3 separate regions of the Mus musculus genome follow, and regions 1 and 3 are each linked to region 2. The links are chromatin contacts, called in public Hi-C and HiChIP or PLAC-seq maps. All regions are on one chromosome and are shown on one strand. Each heading gives the region's core, a stretch centred on a gene start, on an enhancer-like site or on the middle of the called end of the contact. The rest is flanking DNA. Distances are from core to core; before and after follow the strand shown.

The links. Hi-C and Micro-C count contacts between places; a contact is called where the count stands out from the background. HiChIP or PLAC-seq counts read pairs in DNA pulled down with a chosen protein or histone mark.
Region 1: an HNF4G HiChIP or PLAC-seq map of pancreatic cancer cells shows a contact between it and region 2. The contact joins two enhancer-like sites. A contact is called at or near these places in 1 of 39 promoter capture datasets (hippocampal neurons), 4 of 484 Hi-C or Micro-C datasets (adipose-derived mesenchymal stem cells, cardiomyocytes, muscle stem cells and 1 more), 4 of 115 datasets of contacts at active chromatin or transcription factors (embryonic stem cells, pancreatic cancer cells and stem cell-derived neural progenitor cells) and 1 of 9 other capture datasets (embryonic stem cells).
Region 3: a contact with region 2 is called in a Hi-C map of Sertoli cells, with 2.0 times the contacts expected there. The contact joins two enhancer-like sites. A contact is called at or near these places in 2 of 484 Hi-C or Micro-C datasets (Sertoli cells and nephron progenitors) and 2 of 115 datasets of contacts at active chromatin or transcription factors (embryonic stem cells and pancreatic cancer cells).

What each region holds. Positions count from the first base shown.
Region 1 is chr8:61,378,476-61,381,382 of GRCm38.p6, forward strand. All of the region lies in intron 10 of Sh3rf1 (SH3 domain containing ring finger 1), which reads left to right. It also overlaps the pseudogene Gm7432. Among named protein-coding and RNA genes, the nearest start is that of 5730405A17Rik, 48 kb to the right of the region's middle. Within about 2 kb of position 1,601, at least 30 of the 459 cell types and tissues checked have an H3K27ac peak or open chromatin away from gene starts, as enhancers often do. A contact at or near this core is called in pancreatic cancer cells, where this site is marked.
Region 2 is chr8:61,246,514-61,249,607 of GRCm38.p6, forward strand. The region is part of intron 2 of Sh3rf1 (SH3 domain containing ring finger 1); the gene reads left to right. Among named protein-coding and RNA genes, the nearest start is that of Sh3rf1, 24 kb to the left of the region's middle. Within about 2 kb of position 1,303, at least 98 of the 459 cell types and tissues checked have an H3K27ac peak or open chromatin away from gene starts, as enhancers often do. A contact at or near this core is called in Sertoli cells and pancreatic cancer cells, where this site is marked.
Region 3 is chr8:61,402,886-61,405,732 of GRCm38.p6, forward strand. The region is part of intron 3 of 5730405A17Rik (a long non-coding RNA gene); the gene reads right to left. It also overlaps a transcript of Sh3rf1 not described here. Among named protein-coding and RNA genes, the nearest start is that of 5730405A17Rik, 24 kb to the right of the region's middle. Within about 2 kb of position 1,581, at least 51 of the 459 cell types and tissues checked have an H3K27ac peak or open chromatin away from gene starts, as enhancers often do. A contact at or near this core is called in Sertoli cells, where this site is marked.

The sequences.
Region 1 (2,907 bases), core at 351-2,850, 130 kb after region 2:
GCTCTGTCTGAACTCATTTCTTGGGTTTCAGTTATCTTCGCTCTCCGGTGATGGATGACAGTTTGCACAGCCATACATAACTTTCTGCCCCCGTGCTGGGGGTTCAAACTCAGGGCCTCACAGCAAGACCCCTCACCAACTGAGCTATATCTCCAGTGTCTGGACACTTTTCTAGGAGTGAGCACACAGACACCATTTAGTGCCCCAGCTCCCTCAAGCCTGTAGTTCCTAGTGAGTGTCTCCCTTACAGAGGGAGACCTGAGGCTTCTTGATGCAGACTTATGTTTAGAGGCCTTTCTTACGATCCTCACATAGAAGAGCCTGTCTCTTTTACCTGCTCTGGCCTCTTCCCTGGCTTCTTTCCTGCTTATTTCTTTGCTCAGATGGTTTTGTTGTTTTTTTGTTGTTTTTCTTCCTTTTAGCTTTCTTTTACTGTCAAAAACAAGCTCATCTGCCTGTGTGTTTTGTTGGGAAACGTTCTTGGGGAATCTATAAACGGCCGCATTCACAGTGTCTGCTCTTGCTGATAGCTGGGATCCAGACCTGGTCATCAGGATGTCTGTCTGTGCAGAGTTCAGCTAGGAGATGTGGGAAAGAAAGGCGGGGTGTGTGTGGGGGTGGTGGAGGTGGGGGAAAGGAGAGGGAGACAGAGAAAAAAGGCAGACAGATAGACAGACAGACAGACAGACAGAGGGGGAGCTGCGTCTGCTCTTATCATTCTGTGGAATAGAGTCTCCTTTCCACCACCACCCCCCCCCCTTGCTTGCATGGTGATTTTAGGCAGGCTTTCAGAGCTTCAGGCAACAGGAATAATTAATTCCTACCTCATCGGCTTGCTGTGAAGACTAAATATGGAAATCCCCCTGATAGCGTTTAACAAGACTCTCGAAACAGGTGGTGTTTAATCATCTCTAGAATTTCAGGAAGCTTCCTTTCCTACCCCAGCATGCCCCCCACAGCACCCCAGCCTCATGCCCCCCACAGCACCCCAGCCTCATGCCTCCCCCTGCTTGGTTCTTGGGCAGAGGACCTGTTATACAGCCATGCTTGTTGCTGCTGTTAGATACAAACTGTCCTAGACACATCACGTTCCGGAGCTAAGCACATTGCCTGCTTCATCTTGAGTACTCAGAAATATTTGCTCCAAGTATGAGGGATTATTTTTAAGGACACGACTTAATATTTTTGAGATTCCTACCTAAGGACAATGACTCCTGCATAGTAGAAAACTAGTATATAAATTGGATCTGTGGGCCCAAGAAGACTCTTACTAATGTCTCCATGTAGCTTAAATGGAATGAATGAGTGAATGAATGAATGAGGGATTAGGCCCAGCACTTCTCACATGTCAGAAAAATGTTCTTATTGAATTCTAAGCTTGTTTTTGTTTCATATGCCTTGGCATGTACCATGCATGAGTGAGGGAATGCATGTGAGTATGTGTGTGTGTGTGTGTGTGTGTGTGTGTGTGTGTGTGTGTGTGTGTATGTGTGTACATTCAAGTTTATATATGGATAGAGGCCAGGCGTCAGTCTCCAGTGCTGTTCGTCAAGATCAGTTGTTCTTAACCTGTGGGTGTTGGCCCTCTTGGGGGTCAAAAAGCCTTTTGCATGGCTTGCATATCAGATATTTACATAATGAATCATAGCAGCAACAAAGTCACAGTTATGACGTAGCAATGAAATAATTTTACGGTTGGGAGTCACCACAACATGAGGAACTGTATGAAAGGGTTGCAGCGTTAGGAAGGTTGAAAACCAATGCTCAAGAGCTTCCACCTAGTGTTTGAGATACGATCATTGATCGGCATGGACCTTGCTAGGTTGGCCCTGAAGCTTTGGGGATCAACTGCCTTCGCCTTCCCAGGCTACCGTGCTCAAGGTTTACCGTAAGTTCTAAGGGTGGCACTCAGGTCCTCATGCCTGAATGGCCAGCACTTTACTAACTCAGCCATTTTTCCATAAGTCGGTTGGTTCTTTTTTTTTTTTTTCAGCAGACTTAATTCTTTTATTTTTCTCATATAAAAACCCTTATGTGGTAGCCACAGCTGGAGCCTGGGTCCTCTGAACAGAGACTCTGGTGTGGGTTTTCACAAGATGATCCGTGAATTCCTGATAAGGAGACTTGGTGAAGACAGTCTCTTTCCAGAGGTCGGGGGTCAGGTAGCTGTAAGTCTTGGAGATGGCATCAAAGGTGGCCTTAGCAAAGTTGCCCAGGGTGGCAGTGCAGCCTCTGGCTGAAGTGTAGCAGTCATCTATACCGGCCATCATCAGGAGCTTCTTGGGCACAGGAGCAAAGACAATGCCAGTGCCTCTGGGGGCAGGGATGAGACGCACCAGCACAGAGCCACAGCGGCCTGTCACCTTGCATGGAACAGTGTGGGGCTTGCCAATCTTGTTCCCCCAGTAGCCTCTCCGCACAGGGACGATGGAAAGCTTGGCCAAGATGATAGCCCCTCAGATAGCAGTGGCAACCTCCTTGGAGCACTTAACACCAAGACCAACGTGACCATTGTAGTCCCCAATAGCGACGAAAGCCTTGAACCTGGTCCGCTGGCCAGCCCGAGTCTGCTTCTGCACTGGCATGATTTTCAGAACCTCATCCTTTAGGGACGCACCCAGGAAGAAATCAATGATCTCAGACTCCTTAATGGGCAGGGAGAACAGGTAGATCTCCTCCAAGGACTTGATCTTCATGTCCTTAACCAGGCGGCCCAGCTTGGTGACAGGGATCCACTCCTTGTCTTCAGCTTTACCTCCACGAGCCCCGCGGCCTCAACCACGGCCACGGCCTCGGCCACGACCACGGCCCCTAAGACCGCTGCCGAATCGTCCGCGGAAGCCGCCACGGCCTCCTAATCCTGGGCCCCCGGGTCCTCCGGGCCCTCCCGCTGCACCAGCGTCATCC
Region 2 (3,094 bases), core at 53-2,552:
AGGTAGTAGATAGCAACTGGGCCAGCAAGATGGGACTTGCACGGCTGAAGGAAAGAGCCAACTCCTCAGAGTTGTTCTCTGCTTTCCATATGTGCTCCATGTTGCATGTGTGGCAACCTCTACTCATGCATGCTAATCATAATAAGTAAATAAAAAATTTAAAAAAGAAGTACATAGCAACTGTATATCAGTAGTTTTAAAATAAACCCAGCAACTATGAAGTTGATAGGTGTGGTGGTTTGATAGGTTTGGCCCCCTTGGACTTGTGTGTTTGAGTACTTGATCCATAGGGTCTCTATTAGGTTGGGTAGCCTTATTGGAGTAGGTGTGGCTTTGTGAGAGGAAGTGCGTCACTGTGGGGGTGGGGTGGGCTTTGCAGTCTCCTGCTAGTGTCCTATTGCCTATGGATCAAGATGTAGAACTCTTAGCTCTGTACCCAGTGCCACGCTGGCCTGGATACTGCCATGTTTCCTGCCATGATGATAATGGATTAAACCTCAGAGCTATAAGCCAGCTCCAATTAAATGTTTCCTTTATAAGAGTTGCCATGGTCATGATGTCTCTTCAACAATGGAAACCCTAACTAAGACAATGAGAATATTTTAAGAGCTAATTCTATGGAATATTGTCTATCTGATCATAGAAACTGAATTCTCAACTCTATCTTGGAGGGATTATGTTACAAAATGCTTTTCTGACTTGAAGATGGAAGAAGTACTCTTTACCAATGCCGTGTCTGCCCATGGCGCCTGGGTTCGCGGTGAACGAATGCACTCTTCGCTGAGTGCTTGTTTTGTATTGCTGTCACTGCTTGACGAAAGAAGCTTTGACACTTTCATAAGCTGGTGGCCCAACAGGGTCTGAGATGTGCACATTGCAGTCCCCTTAAGTGTGATTTGTAACAGGAATTTAATTGCTTCGCCTGTCACATCTCACCTGATGCTCGGGTGTCTGGACAGCACCCCAGAGCCCTCACTCTGGTTGGCCTACAGTCCACTCCTGACAGTCTCCAGATGCTAAGTACACACCTCCTCGGCACAGACCGCTGAGATCAAAGGTGACCGGAACAATGCATAGCTTTGATTAATAATTTCTCAAGCCTTTTTTTTTTTTAATATTTGAGCAAGGAATGATACCACAAACTCTCATTAATAAGTGGAAGCTAGAGAACAGAACTGTTTGGGGTAACCGTCCTACCCTAAGTCATTCACAAATAATGAAGCTGCTTTCTGAGACAGATTGGGTTTCCTTAAGAAGGAAGCCACCTTTGTTCCAAGTCCCAGTGCATTCCTTATGGGTGAGGTCACCCTGCACTGCTGATAGCTGTCCCTTTCCTAAAGAGAGGCTGCTGAGGTCCCCAGCACAGTCTGTTTCTCACAGTCCCTAAAATGAGCCTTAAATGTACCTGTCCCTTAAAAGCTCCTGAAGGACAAAGGCAGCCTCAGAGGCCTTGTGAACCGTGAACTGATAATAAAGACAATATGCTCTGTTTCTCAAATGGCCTCGTCAAGAACAAAAGAACTGTTCATGGCGACATGACTTTCATGTCGTTATGGAAGGAGGCAGATGGTCATCTTGTCATGCGCGTGAGTTTTGAGGCTGCTTGACTGAGATTATTTGAAACAATAGTTTTTGGTTGTTGATTTAATAAAGCCATGGAGTGGAATTGTATTAGGAAGTGTACAAATGTTGCCACTGCTATTTCTTAGACAATGCAAATTTAAAAGGAGCCTTCCCTGCCTCTCATAACAGCCAAGGAGTGAAAGTGTGTAGTGAACCCCGGATTACACTGTGAGGAACAGTCTCCTCGTTCATCTTGCTCTGTTGTGCCTTTTATTTTATTTTTTTGGGGGACAGAATCTTACTTGTCATCTAAGTTGGCTTGAAGTCCTGGCCTCCACTGATCTTCCTTGTCTCAGCTTCCCCCCCCCCCCAATTCCCCCTGCCCGAGGGCTGGAACGACAGGCGTGTGCTACCATGTTTACCTAAGAGACGCTCAAATTCTGCCTGTTAGTGTGACACGTCACTCTTTATCACAAAACTACGTGGTATAGTGGTCCACCAGACTTGAGCAATGCAGCCAAGCCTTATCTCTTCAGCTTCTATAGTATTTTTAAGCCACACAGGTGTTCGTGAAGCCGTGAGGCTCTTTGATCCACTGGGTGAATGAGCCACCTTTATTCCAACTCTCATGGCTTGCTTGTTTCTTTATTATATCTGCTTGGTCTTTTCTCAGCTGTCACTTAACAAAAAGACCATTTCAGATGGCCAATTCCAAAAAAAGCAAGATCTCAGATTTATGACATACTCTTTTTAATTTTCTCTGTGGCACTTATATTACCCACCTTGGCCCTCTGTGAGGGTCAGGACTGTGGCTTGGTTTGTTCCTGTCTGTATCAGCAGGACCTGGAACATGGCTGGATAAGGTGTTCTTCTTCTTATCATGGCCATAAACGCCTATTTAGAAGGAAATGCTTGTTTTGGCTTTCAGTTTGAGAGCTACAGTCCCCCATGGAGGGGAAGACTACAGGCAGTTTGCAGGGGAAAGGAGTGTGCAGCTGTGCCTCTCCCCTTCCTCATATCTTAGGAACAGGAAGTAGACAATAGACAGGAAGAAGGGCCTGTTTTAAAATCACTTCTTCCAGTGCCACTCCTAAAGGTCCCACAACTTTCCAAAATGGGGGTACCAGCAAAGGACCAAATGTTCCAACTATGGGCAGGCATTCTTCATTCTAGCCTCAGTTGCTGATACATAGTTTGCTCTTTGAGAATATATCAAATTAACAAACTAAGCTTGGAAACCTGACTTGTCCGTGTTAATTCTGCAAATGGCATGTTACAGTGTGACAAACTGAAAAAAAAAAAGACCCTTAGCCCTTCAGTTTCAACTGGATCAAGAGTTTTTGCTGGCAAGTGAATTAAAAGTGTTGTCTATGCTTGTTTGGTATGTCACTGTGTGTAGTGCTTTATGAAGATCATTGTGGAATGACTTAAGCAAATGATGTTGTCTTTTTTTTTCTTTCTACATCAGTACAGAGCCAAACTGTGGCAGCATCTGTTTTTAGCTCTTACAGATAAACATAGATTCTTTATT
Region 3 (2,847 bases), core at 331-2,830, 160 kb after region 2:
CCATGCCGAGCTGTCGATTCAGCCCAGAGATAATTTAATTTTGGAGATTTTCTTCCTCCTCGTGTGCTCTGCAAACAAACCTAGGAACCCTGTTTAGGAAGAGAACTGGGGAGGGCTGGCACGATAGCTCAGCCAGGTAGAGGCCCTGCCACCAAGCCTGGTGACCTGTGTCATCCAAGGCCCTGACAGTGGCAGAAGGAGAGAACAGACTCCTGTAATTGTCCTCTGACCTCCACGCATGTGCAATGGCACATTCCCTCACTTATACATTAATAAATAAGTTGTAATTTTAAAAACTTGGGGTGGGGGAAGAAATGGCGAGATCTAATCCTGAAGCCCTTCGCTCTGTCTAAATGGACTGTGGACATCCAAACAAAGACAGATGTACAGTTCTGCAAATGTCAGGTTGTCTCTCCTCTGGTATGTCCCGAGTTTCACATTCACTATGATCTTTGGTCCACTAGAGCCCCAGAATGAGAATGGGCCTCTCCAGGCTGCTGGGCTGATGATCACATGATCTGCCCACTGTGAACAGAACGGACACTTTCTCAGCAAATTGAGACGGGGCTTACAGAGGGGAACAATGGCACTTCAGCCCTCTAATTAAACACGGTGTGACATCTCTGGCACAAAGACTTGGATTCTTATTCCCAACCCCTGGAGCAAGGTCAGGGGAGTGAAGGCCAGCTGCCAGCACCTTATCTCCTGATCCTATCTAGTTCATTCCTTTTGCCAGCAGAAATTGAAAGCTTAATGGAATTACCTCTCTCTCTCTCTCTCTCTCTCTCTCTCTCTCTCTCTCTCTCTCTCTCCCTCTCCCCCTCCCCCTCCCCCCTTTTTCTCTCACTTGAGGGTGCTACAACACATAAAGCAAAAACGTCCTTTTGAGTAAAACCAATTTCCTTATAAATTATATCACAAATGCACATTCAACAAATTCCCCATGGCTGTAAAGGCTGATCTTGCCACTGGCTCACTCTTTAATACAAGCTAATTCAACCATCCCCCATGGTTTAATTTGTAATTCCTCTTTATTTTCCCTTCCTTACCAAGGTTTTATTTAGAAAAAAAAGTCTCCAGTTAAGGATTGACTCTGGCTCTCTCTAAGCTCTGTGGTACAGCACAGATTTAGCATGCACCAGGCCCTCCATTCAGTCCCCAGCACACACACACACACACACACACACACACACACTAAAGGGCAAATAAAATGACTCTAATTTCTCATTTGGAATTGGTACGGTGGCAGGGACTGTGAGTAAAAACCCCCCTTTATGGTTTAGATATGCAATAATAGTACCACCAAGGCTTGTGGGTCTTTTTATGCAAAAGCATACAGGCTTTGGAGGCTCTGTATCACAAAAGACCACCTCGGCTGTTGAAACCCTCTCTGTGCAGCAAAGAGAGATGGATAAAGAAAGGAATTTAGGAACCTAGTGCTTGAAAGTGCCTCATTTATTAAATTGGCCCCCAGGGTGTTCAAGCAGCCAAGCCCATGAAAAATAGCAACGTGCAAGGACACAAGCCTGAGAAAAGAAGGGCGGAGTCTTTCACTCCTTGCCTGCAGGGAGAGAGCTCTGCTGTGTCTACAGAGGTTTGTCCAGCTGGCTGCCTCCTCTTATCCTGCTCAGCCACCACAGCAAGAGGGCAGTCTCCATAGATAGCCATACCACTGGCTCACTCTACCCGGGTAGCAATTGTGGATTCCTGTGATGTGGTCATGGTTTACAGAAATCAAAGTCGGGATTGAGTTTCTACCCTTTAAGCCGAAATGATTCTTTCCTGTGATTTCCTTGCCCAAGACACATTGTGGGATTGGCATAGTATCATCCGGGCCCTCTAATAAAGCCTAAGTCAATGAAGCCTTGAGAATGGGGGGATCTTGGGAGGAGCGAGACTGTCGTGGTCTCTTCCTGCCAGCTGAGTGCACCCAGTGACTTAGAACTAAAGAGAGCAGATGTATAGCTTTAGAATCAGACCAGTAGCCTTTAGTTGTAACCTACCCCATTGTCTTAGGGTTTTCATGACCAAGGCAGCTCTTATACTAGGACAAAATTCAACTGGGGCTGGCTTACGGTGTCAGAGGTTCAGTCCATTATCATCAAAGCAGGAGGCATGGCAGCATCCAGGCAGACATGGTACTAGAGAAGGAGCTGAGAGTTCAGCATCATGTTCCAACCATACTCAGGAGAGAATTGGCTTCTAGGCATCTAGGAGAAGGGCCTCAAAGCCCACCCCCAAAGTGACACACTTCCTCCAACAAACCACACCTAGTCCAACAAGGGCACACTTCCTAATAGTGCCACTCCCTGGGTCAAGCATATTCAAACCACCACACCCATATTCCAGACAATGCAGTTTCTTTTCTTCTTAAAATATTTAGTATACATTACTTTCTCCATTTCTTCTTATGTCACCATCTCTGTCTGTCTTCCTAGCCTCATCCCACTCTGCAGGTGCTCCACACTCTCATTGGTAGCTTGATGTGCAGTGGACTCACCCATAAATGAATGTCCTTGTTTAGAAATGGGACACTCCAAGCTCTTCCCCTTAAGTTCCCTGCACAGAAGGAAGGTGGTGGTGGATGGTTTAATTTTTTTTTTTTTGAGACAATGTCTTACTGTGTGTTCCTGGCTTGCCTAGAACTCTCAGCTTCTTCCCACAATAAATACAGAGATCAGTTTGGGCCCAGTTCCAAGCCAGCCTCAAAGTCACAGAGCTCTGACTGTCTCTGCCTCCTGAGGGCTGAGATTAAAGGACTATGCCACCAAGCCCAGCTACATCCAGATTCTTAAGAACTTAAAGGGTTGGGTTTGTTTGTTTGTTTGTTTGTTTGTTTGTTTTTTG